Regions from separate parts of the Salvelinus alpinus genome. Here region 1 is linked to region 2. A link is a contact called in public Hi-C data. All regions are on one chromosome and are shown on one strand. Each heading gives the region's core, a stretch centred on a gene start, on an enhancer-like site or on the middle of the called end of the contact. The rest is flanking DNA. Distances are from core to core; before and after follow the strand shown. Region 1 holds the start of LOC139548920. Region 2 holds the start of smc4 (structural maintenance of chromosomes 4).

The links. A called contact is a pair of places that touch in the nucleus more often than the background predicts.
Region 1: a contact with region 2 is called in a Hi-C map of muscle, with 8 times the contacts expected there. The contact joins the promoter of LOC139548920 here to the promoter of smc4 in region 2. A contact is called at or near these places in 2 of 3 Hi-C or Micro-C datasets (muscle and red muscle).

Annotation. Positions count from the first base shown.
Region 1 is chr22:8,324,760-8,331,319 of SLU_Salpinus.1, forward strand. LOC139548920 reads left to right here and starts at 2,525. Exons shown (of 16, transcript XM_071358878.1): 1 at 2,525-3,049; 2 at 6,360-6,391. The coding sequence starts at 3,000.
Region 2 is chr22:8,170,022-8,177,235 of SLU_Salpinus.1, forward strand. It overlaps smc4 (structural maintenance of chromosomes 4), which reads right to left and starts at 2,232. Exons shown (of 34, transcript XM_071358429.1): 1 at 529-2,232. The coding sequence starts at 670. LOC139548919 (a long non-coding RNA gene) reads left to right here and starts at 3,426. Exons shown (of 3, transcript XR_011669789.1): 1 at 3,426-5,262; 2 at 5,524-5,670; 3 at 6,113-7,214.

The sequences.
Region 1 (6,560 bases), core at 1,275-3,774, 160 kb after region 2:
TGAAATGATTTTGAGTGCATTGGAAGGGCATGGTATTGACATAGCAGATTGCTGTGGTCAAGGCTATGATAATGGTGCACATATGTCAGGGAAAGTGAAGGTAGTTCAAGCACATATACTGCAAAAGAATCCACTAGCCACATACACACCTTGTGCCTCCCATACTCTTAATCTTGTGGGTATACATGCAGCTCAGTCGTGCCCAGAAGTATCAACCATTTTTAGCTGTGTATCGTCTTTACAATCAGTTCAGTGCCAGCTCAGAGCGATGGGCCATTCTCAAGGAAAAGTCTGGCTGCTGTCTTAACCGCCTTTCAGACATGTGTAGGAGTGCGTGTATTACTGCGGTCCGACCAGTGGCAACTCATTTACCGTCTATCATCAATGCCCTAGACATGCTTCTTTCCTCCTGCAGCCTGACAAACGAAGCCAGATCTGAGGCAAATGGTCTGAAAAGCTACTTCATGTCTTTCAAGGCAATCTTCCTGCTCACTTTCTGGGTAAAAGTTTTGCAGTGTATTGAGAATAGAAGCCTAATGATTCAGTCAGGAAATATTTTTCTGGACACTGAAGCAGCTCACATTAAGGCACTACAGGAAGAAATACAGGCTCTGCGTAATCAATGGGACGCTCTTCTGGCAGAAGCCTCCAATGTGGCAAATGAAATGAGTGTAACTACTCAGTTTCACAGTGAACATAGGAGCTGCCAGAAAAAAGAAAACGTTTCCTTGATGAGACTGAAGATGACATAGCAAATGAACAGAAGTCAGACACTGGATTTCACAACACAGTGTTTTATGTGGCTCTGGATAGTATGATCAGTCATTTGGACATGCGGTTCCACACGATTGCAGCAATATGCAAGGAGTTTTCACCAATACTTACACAAATTTAGTTTTGTAATTTTCCTAAATGTATCTTGCCACAAATTGAGAAGCAAGTACTCCAAAGATCTCACAGATGGATTTGAAAATGAAGTGCGACATATAAAGAAGATATATGGTGCCACTTTTTCAGATGGTCATCCTCCTGTAGAGCTCCTAAATACCATCCACAAGATGCAGCTACAGAGCATTTTTGGAGAGGTGTGCATTGCACTGAGAATCTTCTGTACAATGCCTGTAACAGTTGCTGGAGGTGAACGTGCCTTCAGTAAGCTGAAACTTATAAAGAACTATCTAAGATCTACAATGTGCCAAGACCGGTTGAACAGCCTTGCCATCCTTTCAATTGAAAACCAGTTAGCTAGAAAATGTTACTTTAAAGACATTATTAATGAGTTTGCTCACAAGAAGGGTTGACACTGGGCTCTTGGTGCAGTATAACCTGAGTTTTGTTTACAGGGAACAAACACAAGGACAAATGCCTTAAAACCTGTTCTACCCAAGCCTGCCCGGGGATGGGCAAAATACTGTTTCAGAATATTTTCTGCAATGGTTTATCTCCTGTTGAACATAATGTCTTGACACTACAGTTGCAGTTTCACAGATGCTTGTTTTCTGTAGGTACCAGATTTATGCCTGCAGTCCACATAGTATAGGATTTATTTTATTTTGGGTATGTTATTTAGCAATATATGTAGGAATTATGCATAGGGAAGAAGAGGGTTAGCCTTGTTTGTAAGAACTGGTAATAAATTCTTTAATCTGAAATATGGACCAATGGTAATTTCTTCATTAAAACTGACTACATAGCATATATGAAAAAAATAAGTCACCAATTGTGTAGTTATTTATAATAAAGCATCATAAAAACCTCATGACATAGACTGCTTTTGTTAACATTAGGAACGAAAAATGTTTGCATTACTGTTAATATAGGCAAAGGATGAAGGTGGAAACTAGAATCTGCACAATTGTAGTATAAAGCAGCAGAAGCGTATAGTTAGTACATTTAATAACACATATTGTTCAGTACGTTATTTTAATCTGAAACATTCTGATTTCTATGTTAGGGGCCCGGTAGTTATTTTTGGCAACGCCCCTGCATGTGATCAAGAAATAGCTGACTGAAACCTTCATTGGCAACGGAACATGATAGTGCAATTTTGTTTTGATTGTAGATTGCGGTATCTAGTGGTTGGTTTCGTGAACTGCAGCCTTACGGGTTTATATTTTCCCGCAAAAAAAGTGCCCTTTTGACGTGACCTACTTTGGAAAGATACGATGTTACAAACAAATTGTGAGAAATATCTACAATGTAACGCCTGCATATCAAAGGTTCTGACCATTTAATACAACGCAGGCAGCAGGATGACTTTATTTCCCTATCAGTAGCCGTATTTGTGCAGGAAAGCTGTAAACTTTAGTCATCTTTAATAATTTAAATAATATTGGCCGGCCAGATAATCTTCCTTATGGTACATATTTAACCCCCCCATAGTAATCAGACAGTTCTCATGGATCAGCTTTGACGGGAAAGAAACCCAGAAGAACCATACAGCCATGCGTCTTGTTTAGATGAAAAAGCGGACCCAAACTAAAGGCGGGATAATATACTCCTCCCACTGAGTAGTTCGTGAGCGTTGTATTGCTCCAGGGCTGCGCTAGTGCAGCGATTTGTAAATCATTTGTAATTGTAGACAATGAGACATCCATTGAAAAACATGGTAGTAAGATCAGCATATTTTTGCCTAAACTCAAATTTAGATTATCATTAGGTAAACTAGCCTATGTTACAAATACTACGCCTAGGCCTACTATGGGAGAGTATTTGTTTTGAGAGCTCTGTTTTTGGCGAAATTACTTTGTACGTAAGATGATATTTGACCTATTGAATAGAAACAGTTTTGATTATGCGTACAAAAACACGTGTAAATCATAACAATGTCAAAGTGAACCACGAGGGCTGCGCTGAGTCTTACGTCGTCTTTAAGGTATAGTTTTAAAAGGAGATGATTGCTGACAGCGATACAGACAGGTGCTATAACGGAACCTCACGAAGGTGAAGCAAAACGACCAAAACAAAACCTACAGTGAAAGTTCCTCAAAGAGCACATAATGGTGGCGAGGATGGCGAGCTGCGGAGCCACTTGTCACCTGGATGAAGGGTAAGCATCATAAATACATAGCCAAATAACGCCGAGGTTTAGAGCAGCCTATGATTGCATGAGGTTGCATTCACACTGACAAAGGATACGCGCGGCAATGTTTTGTCTAATCCCGAAATAGCTGCTTCCTTGTTGTTGCTTGCTACCCTTCGCTGGATCTTAGTTCTCGATTTATAAAGAAACATTTAAGACCCCAAATAGTTGCAACCATGTAATTTTATGTAATTGAATACATAGATCCCAAAAATGAAAGGAGGGGACGCCATGATCGCTTTGTAGCGCACATGATGCTCTGTTGACTGATCATAACAAAAGCATGCCCATCGCCAAGCAATATGGCTATACCGCGATTTATATCTATAGAACGATGTTATTCTGTAGGCCTACCCAATGCAACAATAATGTTGGGTTTCTCAATTAAAGCTTCTCTTTTAATTTGAAAGCAAAACCACTTGCATGTATCTAGCTTTGTTGTTATATGTATAGGAGTATATATGTAACAAAAGGTAGCTATAGAATAATCTTGAATTACATAGACTATTGGGACTTTTTCCAGTGAAACTTAATAATCAAGGACTTTTTTTTTTCTTTTTTTTTACACATATCACTTTTGTAACCACACGTGTTACTGCAATCATGGTAATGTTTCGTACCGTAAAATGTAGTTGTATAAATGTAGAAAACGTTCTACATTGTCTCCTTCGTGTCGTAAATAATGAATAGTGTTTGTGTGATGAGTAACCATGAACCCGAGGGAAGTGAAAGGTGAGAGATATGAATCTGGTGACTTGTATCCAAGGGGAACACTAGGCCTATCGTTAGTGTGGTTGCCTGGTTTCTATCACGCCAGAGGCTGCTGGAGAAACAAGACACGTTGGGCACCTTGCCACCATGCCACACCCTTTCGCCACTGACTGAAATAATCTGAATTCAGTTTAGACAATTCAACGCTCAGATCACTGAAGAGGTTTGAGTGTCACCGAAGTGCTGATTTATATAGATATTCAATTATACTGAACAAAAATGTAAACGCAACATGTAAAGTGTTGGTCCTATGTTTCATGAGCTGAAATAAAAGATCCCAGAAATGTCCGTGCGCACAAAAAGCTAATTTCTCTAATTTTGTGCACAAATGTGTTTACATCCCTGTTAGTGTGCATTTCTCCATTACCAAGACAATCAATCCACCTGACAGGTGTGGCATATAAAGAAGCTTATTAAAAAGGTTCACCGTGTGCAGGTTCACCTTGTGCTGGGGACAATTTAGTGGCTATTCTAAAATGTGCAGTTTTGTCACACAACACAATGCCTCAAGTTTTGATTGAGTTTGCAATTGGCATGCTGACTGCAGGAATGTCCACCAGAGCTGTTGTCAGAGAATTGAATGTTAATTCCTCTACCATAAGCTGCCTCAAACGTAGTTTTAGAGAATTTGGAGAACGTTCAACCGGCCTCACAACCACACACCATGTGTAACCACGCCAGACCAGGACCTCCACACCCGGTTTCTTCACCTGTGGGATCGTCTGAGACCAGCCACCCGGACAGCTGATGAAACTGAGGAGTATTTATGTCTGTAATAAAGCCCTTTTGTGGGGAAAAACTCATTCTGATTGGCTGGGCTGGCTCCCAAGTGGATGGGCCTATGCCACCCCAGGCTGTGACTGCACCCCTGCCCAGTCATGTAAAATCTGTAGATTAAGGCCTAATTAATTTATTTCAGTTGACTGATTTCCTTATATGAACTGTAACTCAGTAAATTGTTGAAATTATTGCATGTTGCATATATTTTTGTTCAGTATACTTAAAAATAAAATGCACAATACCTGCAGAATATATGACCCCTCATAAAAGCATAACTTTTCCCCCCCAGACTTATTGACAGTTTTGTGTATCATTAAGGCTGTTGCATTAATGGTGTATGATATGTTAACCTACTGAGGTACGCAAGGCTAAATTGGAGCTGTTACATAAACTATAACACTAGCACTAACTGACTATTGCCTATCTCTTGTTCACAGGCTTTCAGTGTGTTCATGTAAGGCTGTAGGAAACATGCAAAAATAAACTGTGGTATCGCACCACAGAAGTGAGAGAGAAAAGGAAGGGGGGGTTGTTTTGTATGAAAATGAGTGGGAAGGGCAGAGTACATGTCTGAACGTGAGGGCAGAGTACATGTGTGAATATGACTGCCATGGAAACGTATAACAATTGTGTTGTGATACAGAAACCTGTTGGCTGAGTGAACATTGACCTTGAAAAGTAAACCGTTTTCCCTGTACATCTGTCTTGAGTACAGTGAGGATGAGGACCACTGGCTTATCAGGTTTCATTAAATCTTCGATACACAGTACTAGAAATAGCCTATGAATTTTGGTCACAATTCAATCATTGTTTTAGGACCTTATCTGCAGTTACCATGCACAGTTATCATGATTCATTACATTCTTATTATCAAAGAGCTTATGAAAACATGGCAACTTAGTAAAGTGTTTCTACTGTATTCCTCATCTCTTCTGTGGTAAAGCACTAAAGACTACACTTGAGTCAACTCTGGCTTTTGATCACCTAAAGTGCAGTATTTTTACGATCGAGAAAAATAAGAAAAAATACTGTTGACCTTGTTCCCTGCGCATGCTGAACGTGTTCTTCTTGTGAGGTTGGCACCATGACGAATGCACTTTCTATTATCACTAGCTCTACACTGAGCCCCTGGGCGGCAGGCGCCCATAGACGTGTTCACACAAGTCACAGACTGAATCAACAAGTGGCACGCTTTGTCTGAGTCTGAGAGACAACTTCTGGATGATACACATTATTATGGGTTATATAAACTTGTAACACTGCTGACTACAAAACCCTTCCATTTGATCAACTTTTGGTGTTCTCTGGTACTGTCTCTTTAAGAATTTACGGTTTAGAATCACAGGCACTATTATCAGCCAGTACCTTTCCATGGCTTTGCAGTACCAGCCGTGCAACATTAGTGTGTAAAACTGGGTCAGGATGTAGGGGGTGGGGGTTCCACACCACACCACACTGAAGGATGGGCTGGTGTCATGAATTTGACATTTTGGCAGCCCTTTCTGTTTTTGTGCCTCAGTTGAATGAGCGTGTGAGTGTATATCAGAGAGAGGAAGTTGAGACACAGATGGGTCTGCAGCTGGACAGTTCAGCTCCACCCCCTCTCCTCCACACCCCTAATCCCCTCCCCCACTGGTCCATAAACTGAAGCTGTATTCTCTTAACTCCAGGATTTTGATAATGTCTTGGGATGCCCTTATCATGTCCTTTCTCTTTTAACCTACAGAGATGGAGACGTCCCTGCCCCTGACCAGAAGGGTAAGCACCATTCGATCTTGGTTTGTGCATGACATGTTTTGTTTTGTCTCATGTGGCAAAAAGTCTTGAATGAATGTAATCTGAAATGAGTCCAGCAGATGGCAGTCAACACCAGTAAAAAGATCTGTGTGTCTGTCTGGTGTATATTGGGCTGATTTAAAGCAGGCTG
Region 2 (7,214 bases), core at 982-3,481:
TCAAGTCTATTGTTGTGCTCAGTAAAAAAAAAAAAAAATGTAATGACCCTGACAATAGTTCGCGGCCAACAAACGCTGCAACCATAATACTTTCTAAATCAAGAGTAGACAACATGTCAAATACGGTTATTGTTTTCAGACGAAGTTTTGTTGACAAACCGCTGCTCAACGTTAAATAAGTCGAAAGATAGAAAATCATAACCATCCTTCTAGAAGATCGAATCGTTTAAAACGCATTCATATCCAAACATAAATTACCTTGCAAGTTGCGCAGGCTGGAGACAAACGCGCACACGCCACCATTATAAATCATCTCAAAAATCACAAGAGACATTTATTAATGCCATGCTCACGTTTGAAAAACTAGCCAACAAGCTACGTGTTATGAATCAAGACAACAACTACCACAACTGTGCCAGTTGGACTCAACCATCACGCACTTAACGTTACATTCAACAAAACACGTTGCCATTGAGTAGACGCGCAACTTATTTAGATGCAGACACCAAAACACCCTTTGTTACTTACCATTTGTCGGCGGAGCCTCTTGGCCATTGGAGTTCGCTTCTTTATGGGGTACGTCCAACTCGTCTTCGGAGTCATCCCGAGGCTGCGAACCTTTCCCTCTTGGCTTGGAAGTAGTTATACTTTTCGACGTTTTGAATGTCATGATTTAGAATCTAAAATATATAATTCAAATCACAGGAGTAAAAGTAAAATCCATTAGGTGTTTTCGCTTGTCAATCACTTCTCCACAATTGATAGTCAACGTGAAGCACCGTTACCCCCCTCCGTCATCTCCTATCACCATCGGGCATTTTATCCAAAGTATATTGATTGCTACACTGAGTTAACTTAACCTCGGGTCATAAATCGGTTACCCAGTCAATTATAAAGCTGCAAATAAATTGCCAGTCTGTGCTGTCTGATAAGACCACAGATCTAAAAGTGTTCTGTTTTAGTTTCTTCGCTAAATATGTTTCGTTTTAACTGTAGCATAGGTGTATATAAGCGATATTCAGAGATGTACCCATAACCCAAAATAATAGAAAATACTTGACACGAAATTGCAATTTAACAAAACTGAATTAGCTGTCTAACTTGAATCTCCCCTTGTCAAATAGCGTGATTTTGTCTAACATAAGCTGACAACATGCATCGATTTTCACTCAATTATCGAGAAATGAACTGTTACGTTTTCCGTAAAGTGCGTGTAACTAAAAGACGGACAAAAATTGTGACGTTACAGGCTGTCAGTATTGTCAAACTGAGCTCAAAAGTAAATCAACTGTTACCGAGAACTAGAAAAAGATGGAGGTAAATGTGCAAAATAAAGTCATAGCACTGAAGTAGCCAATCAGAGCCACGTTATCATTAGTGCCATGTAGGCTACACTCAGTAGTCCAAATTGACCAGCAACAGTTGAAAGTGTAATGTTTATTTTACAAATCGAGTTATAATCAATTGAATAATCTATGATTATGTAGCTAAAATATGGCTAACTAAATAGCTATATCACTAAAGTTAACGAGTGAATAAAAATGTCACCTGTGTATAGAAGATTTCACTGACTTGGTCTTGTTTTTTTTAGGTAGAGTAACGTTAGTGTTATGCTTCAGTTGTCCACTTGTAATCTAGTTAAGCTAACGTTAATAATTTGCCTAAACTAAGACGTGGAAATAGCCAATTACACTAGCTAGCTGCTGTATAGAGTAGACTAATGTCTGGTAATTAGCTAGCTAACGTTTGTCAGGTAGGCCACATTGGGCTTTGTTAGGCATGATTTTCACGTCAACTGTTAGCCACGAACAAATTTAGATAACATTAGCTAAAGTACGCTACCTGGATAGCGAACAGAACTAGAGCACAGATGAATAGGGGAAACCGGTACTTTGCTTACAAGTTAGGTTAATTTAGCTAACGTTACTTTGCACTGGTTCGCCAAGGTAGATAACTATCTAATATTACTAGGCAATTTTAGTTAGTTTTTGATGTGTTGCCGATAGACAAATGGGATATAGCTAAATGTTAGCTGTCGTCTGATCATTTTACGTTAACGTTACTCAGTTAACGTTAGCTAGCTTACTTTACCTAGCTCAACAACCACATAGAATCGACGAGAGGTGCTCACAAACTTGCTTTCTAGATAGCTATGGTTTGATAGTTAGCTAGCGAGCTTACTAGTTTTCTTTTAGCTAAAGTTAACTAGCTCTTTCGTGTTCAGATAAAATGACAGTTTTACCTTGCGGACGAAGTTATTTTGTTGTAAGAATTCCCTGTGTATCACTCTCTTTTCAAAGCCAATTGAAAACTGTTTCTCGATATCCCGAAGCTTAATAAAAATAAAAAAATAAAAAAATGAAGTGCGTAAAAGTCAACCCTGTGTCATCTCAAATCGTTAGCTCGCTGCAAACTCACTCGTAATTGGCGCCTAAACTCTGTTGTCGAACCAAAATTCGTTACAAACTGATGCAAGGCACCATGGAACCTCGACATTGGTAAAAAAAAAATATATATATATATATTCAAAAAGAAGGCCGATGCCAGGCAACCATGAACATAAACTTTTTTTTTTGCATTCAAGTTAACATTATACTGAATATAAGTAATATTTTGGTCATGATTTTGGATATTTTCATAACATTTTTTTAAACAGAACGCGCCCCGTGACGTATGGGCACTGTTACCTAGAGACGACGGAAGGGTGTTGTTAACAGTACGGGTCAATTTATTATTTTGTATTTTGATTGTATTGGTTGAATAGTCGATAATATGTAAGGGATAATCAACTACGGGCTATGTGTTCTATGGAAAATAATGCTCTAGGTGGATAGTGTGTGCCACGACGCACTAGTGGAGTGGCACTAGCCTTCCAAAGAGTTACATTATTTTCTAGAGAGAATGCATAAGAGAGTTAAAGTCTCAAATTGATTATATCCAATGGTGGAAAAAGTACCCAATTTTCATATTTGAGTAAAAGTAAACATACCTTAGTAGAAAATGACTCAAGTAAATGTCATCCAGTAAAATACTAATTGAGTAAAAGTCTAAAAGTATTTGCTTTTAAATATACTTAAGTATCGAAAGTACATGTAAAAGTATAAATAATGTCAAATTCCTTATATTAAGCAAACCAGACAGCACCATTTTCTAGTTTATCTATTTATTGATAGCCAGGGGGACACTCCAACACCTAGACATAATTTACAAACGAAGCATTTGTGTTTAGTGAGTCTGCCAGATCAGAGGCAGTAGGGATGACCAGGGTTGTTCTCTTGATAAGTGCGTGAATTGGACCATTTCCTGTCCTAATAAACATTCAAAATGTTGTCTCTACTTTCTTGCCCTTTGTGCTGTTGTCTGTGCCCAATAATGTTTGTACCCTGTTTTGTGCTGCAGCCATGTTGTGCTCCTACCATGCTGTGTTGTCATGTGTTGCTGCCACGCTATGTTGTTGTCTTAGGTCACTTTATGTAGTGTTGTCTCTCTAGTCATGATGTGTGTTTTGTCCTATATTTTTATTTAAAAAAGCAGGTTCCCTTTCCAAGTTTGTTGACAAGGAACTCTCGCGACAGTTATTCACAAAGTCGAGATACGTCAGCGATATTGGAAAATGAGTATCTCTGGGTACGTTCCAGAACAGAGCTAGTTTGTATAGCGATCAGTCTATTTGTCTGGTTTTGTCGATAAGTATAATTGTTGAGGAATATATATCACCTTATATGCATGAACTATTAACGGTGGAACTACTATGGCAACTGGACATGCTTAGTTGTCTGCTAGCAAGTGTGACAACAGTGAAGAAGACTCACCACGCGTTAGCTACAATGCATGTTCCGTAGCAACGACTAACGCTTGTTTGACTAGATATGTACTGTAGCTAGCGTAGCAGCTACGGTTAGTCAGTAACTATCCGCTACTTATTATTTGCTATACACTAATGTTATTGCTAGTTATATACAGGCTTAACTTAGCTAGCTAGACAACGGAGTTTTATTTTTGACCAGACCAATATCAGCAAGTGATACTTGCAAACTAAGTATCGTTAGCTATGAATAGCTAGCTATTTTGCAACTCTATTTGCTAATTGTATAACAAGCTAATAGTCTGTTTTGTAGCTACATTCACTATTATGTCCAATTTGAATGATCTTTGGAACTCACTGTAAACAGAAGGCTTTTCAAGTACCTATTTTCTGAATTACCTCTTTCACATTAGCCACCACAATGAGATTAAAGACATCATTACTCAAGGAACCAGAACATATCCTTTTCAATTGTGTGAATGATAGAAAGATACTACAACAGTGCTTTGACTTGATTGTTGGTCTTTTCCGTTTAAAAAATATGGACAGTCAGCAATCATGAATTAAAAATCTATTATGAAGTTGTGCCTCTAATAACATACTAGGCCTCCTTAGCTCTGGTCCAGGGGGTTAGTACCCGTTGCTCTAACACCATGGACCAAAGCTTGGGCCTCCTGAGACATATTATATTCAGTACACCTTGCACCACCAGACCTGGGTTCAAATACTATTTGAAAGCGTTCAAATATTTTTTTGTGTTTGCTCTACCCTGCCCGGAGTGCCAGATGGGCAGGTTTGCAGTTTTGGGACTATTCTAATGGTTCATTAAGCCCACTAAGCTCAATCAAGCACAGATAATGTATAGATTTCAAATAGTGTTTGAACCCAAGTCTGACTGGAACCTTTTTACTAAAGGCATGCTTTTTGCAACCTATATGGAGGTGAAAAGATTTTCTTTGTGCTATTTGTGATCACATCTGTGTGGATCTCACCTACCTCAATACAAAGAAAGGTGAATACAGGATCTGTGTTCATTAATTTGGCTGAAAGCAACCACTGTGTTTGAGTCTACTGCGGCCACCAACCCTGGACCCGAAGAGTTAGTCTACAGGGTGTGAAAACGTTTGTACCAGTTTAAGGCAAACACACCTGATTCAAGTAATCAAGATGAGATATTTTGCAGCAACCACTGATCTATTTCCACCTTACCATTGTCCTCCTTAACACCTGGACACACAAAGAGCTTGTGAGCTGTGTGGGCAGGACCACTGCAGACGAGTTGTACTCCTGCAGTGAGGACCACCAGATCCAAAGATAGAACCTGCTGACCAGTGAGATCAGCCTGGTGGTGAATGTGCAGGAGGACCTCTTCCCCATTGACCTGCACTGGTTCCCCAAGACGGTGGGAGGCAAGAAGCAGGCCCAGGCCGAGATCTTTGTGCTCACCAGTACTGACGGCAAGTCACAGAAGGGCCCAATAATGATTTTCTCGTAAGAGACTTTGATAACCAAAAAGTGCTATCTGAAACATGTTTACGACACCGTTAACATAGAAAATGTTGAATTTTAAAACAATGATACTTTCTCACATTATTCAACAAGACAGATTGATATTGAATTAGGTAGGTGAAAGAGGATATGAGTCCCAAGGTACATAACTGCATAGTTTGTGTGAAATGTCTCTGGTTGACAAGCTCACAAGCTCTTTGTGTGTCCAGGTGTTAAGTGGTATACTACGAAGCAAGTTGGATCTACTCAGGCTTTTATAAAGCTAGCCATCTTCAGTTAGCTGCACATTCCAGGTCAGGCTTCAGCCGTACTACGACGGTGGATATTGCTCATCCGCCTGCCGCTGACTCAAACAGGTATGTCGCACGTGGTTACTCGAACGTCGAGCTCTTTGAGACAATGCTGAAACATTAATCCATGGGCGAGTCAGTCATTTAAATTTGTGCCGAAATCAAAATGAAAGAAAATATATCTTGCAAATTCAGCAGGCTATGGTGTGAAATAGCTTTTTAGTAGTGCCATCTTTATTTTATTACTTATCGTTAATGTCGGCTTTGGTGTTTGCTAATTTATTACATTTAAAACTGAAATATTATATTTACAATCGTGGCCAAAAGTTTTGAGAATGACACAAATATTAATTTTCACAAAGTCTGCTGCCTCAGTTTGTATGATGGCAATTTGTATATACTCCAGAATGTTATGAAGAGTGATCAGATGAATTGCAATTAATTGCAAAGTCCCTCTTTCCCATGCAAATGAACTGAATCCCCAAAAAACATTTCCACTGCATTTCAGCTCTGCCACAAAAGGACCAGCTGATATCATGGTGTGAGGTGTGAGTGTTGACGAGGACAAGGCTGGAGATCACTCTGTCATGCTGATTGAGTTCGAATAACAGACTGGAAGCTTCAAAAGGAGGGTGGTGCTTGGAATCATTGTTCTTCCTCTGTCAACCATGGTTACCTGCAAGGAAACATGTGCCGTCATCATTGCTTTGCACAAAAAGGGCTTCACAGGCAAGGTTATTGCTGCCAGTAAGATTGCACCTAAATCAACCATTTATCGTGTCATCAAGAACTTCAGGGAGAGCGGTTCAATTGTTGTGAAGAAGGCTTCAGGGCACCCAAGAAAGTCCAGCAAGCGCCAGGATCGTCTTCTAAATTTGATTCAGCTGCGGGATCGGGACACCACCAATACAGAGCTTGCTCAGGAAAGGCAGCAGGCAGGTGTGAGTGCATCTGCATGCACAGTGATGCAAAGACTTTTGGAGGATAGCCTGGTGTCAAGAAGGGCAGCAAAAAAGCCTCTTCTCTCCAGGAAAAACATCAGGGACAGACTGATATTCTGCAAAAGGTACAGGAATTGGACTGCTGAGGACTGGGGTAAAGTCATTTTCTCTGATGAATCCCCTTTCCGATTGTTTGGGGCATCCGGAAAAAAGCTTGTCCGGAGAAGACAAGGTGAGCGCTACCATCAGTCCTGTGTCATGCCAACAGTAAAGCATCCTGAGACCATTCATGTGTGGGGTTGCTTCTCAGCCAAGGGAGTGGGCTCACTCACATTTTTGCTTAAGAACACAGCCATGAATAAAGAATGGTACCAACACATCCTCCGAGAGCAACTTTTTCCAACCATCCAGGAACAGTTTGGTGATGAACAATGCCTTTTCCAGCATGATGGAGCACCTTGCCATAAGGCAAAAGTGATAACTAAGTGGCTCGGGGAACTATTGATTGATTGATATTTTGGGTCCATGGCCAGGAAACTCCCCAAACCTAAATCCCATTGAGAACTTGTGGTCAATCCTCAAGAGGCGGGTGGACAAACAAAAACCCACAAATTCTGACTAACTCCAAGCATTGATTATGCAAGAATGGGCTGCCATCAGTCAGGATGT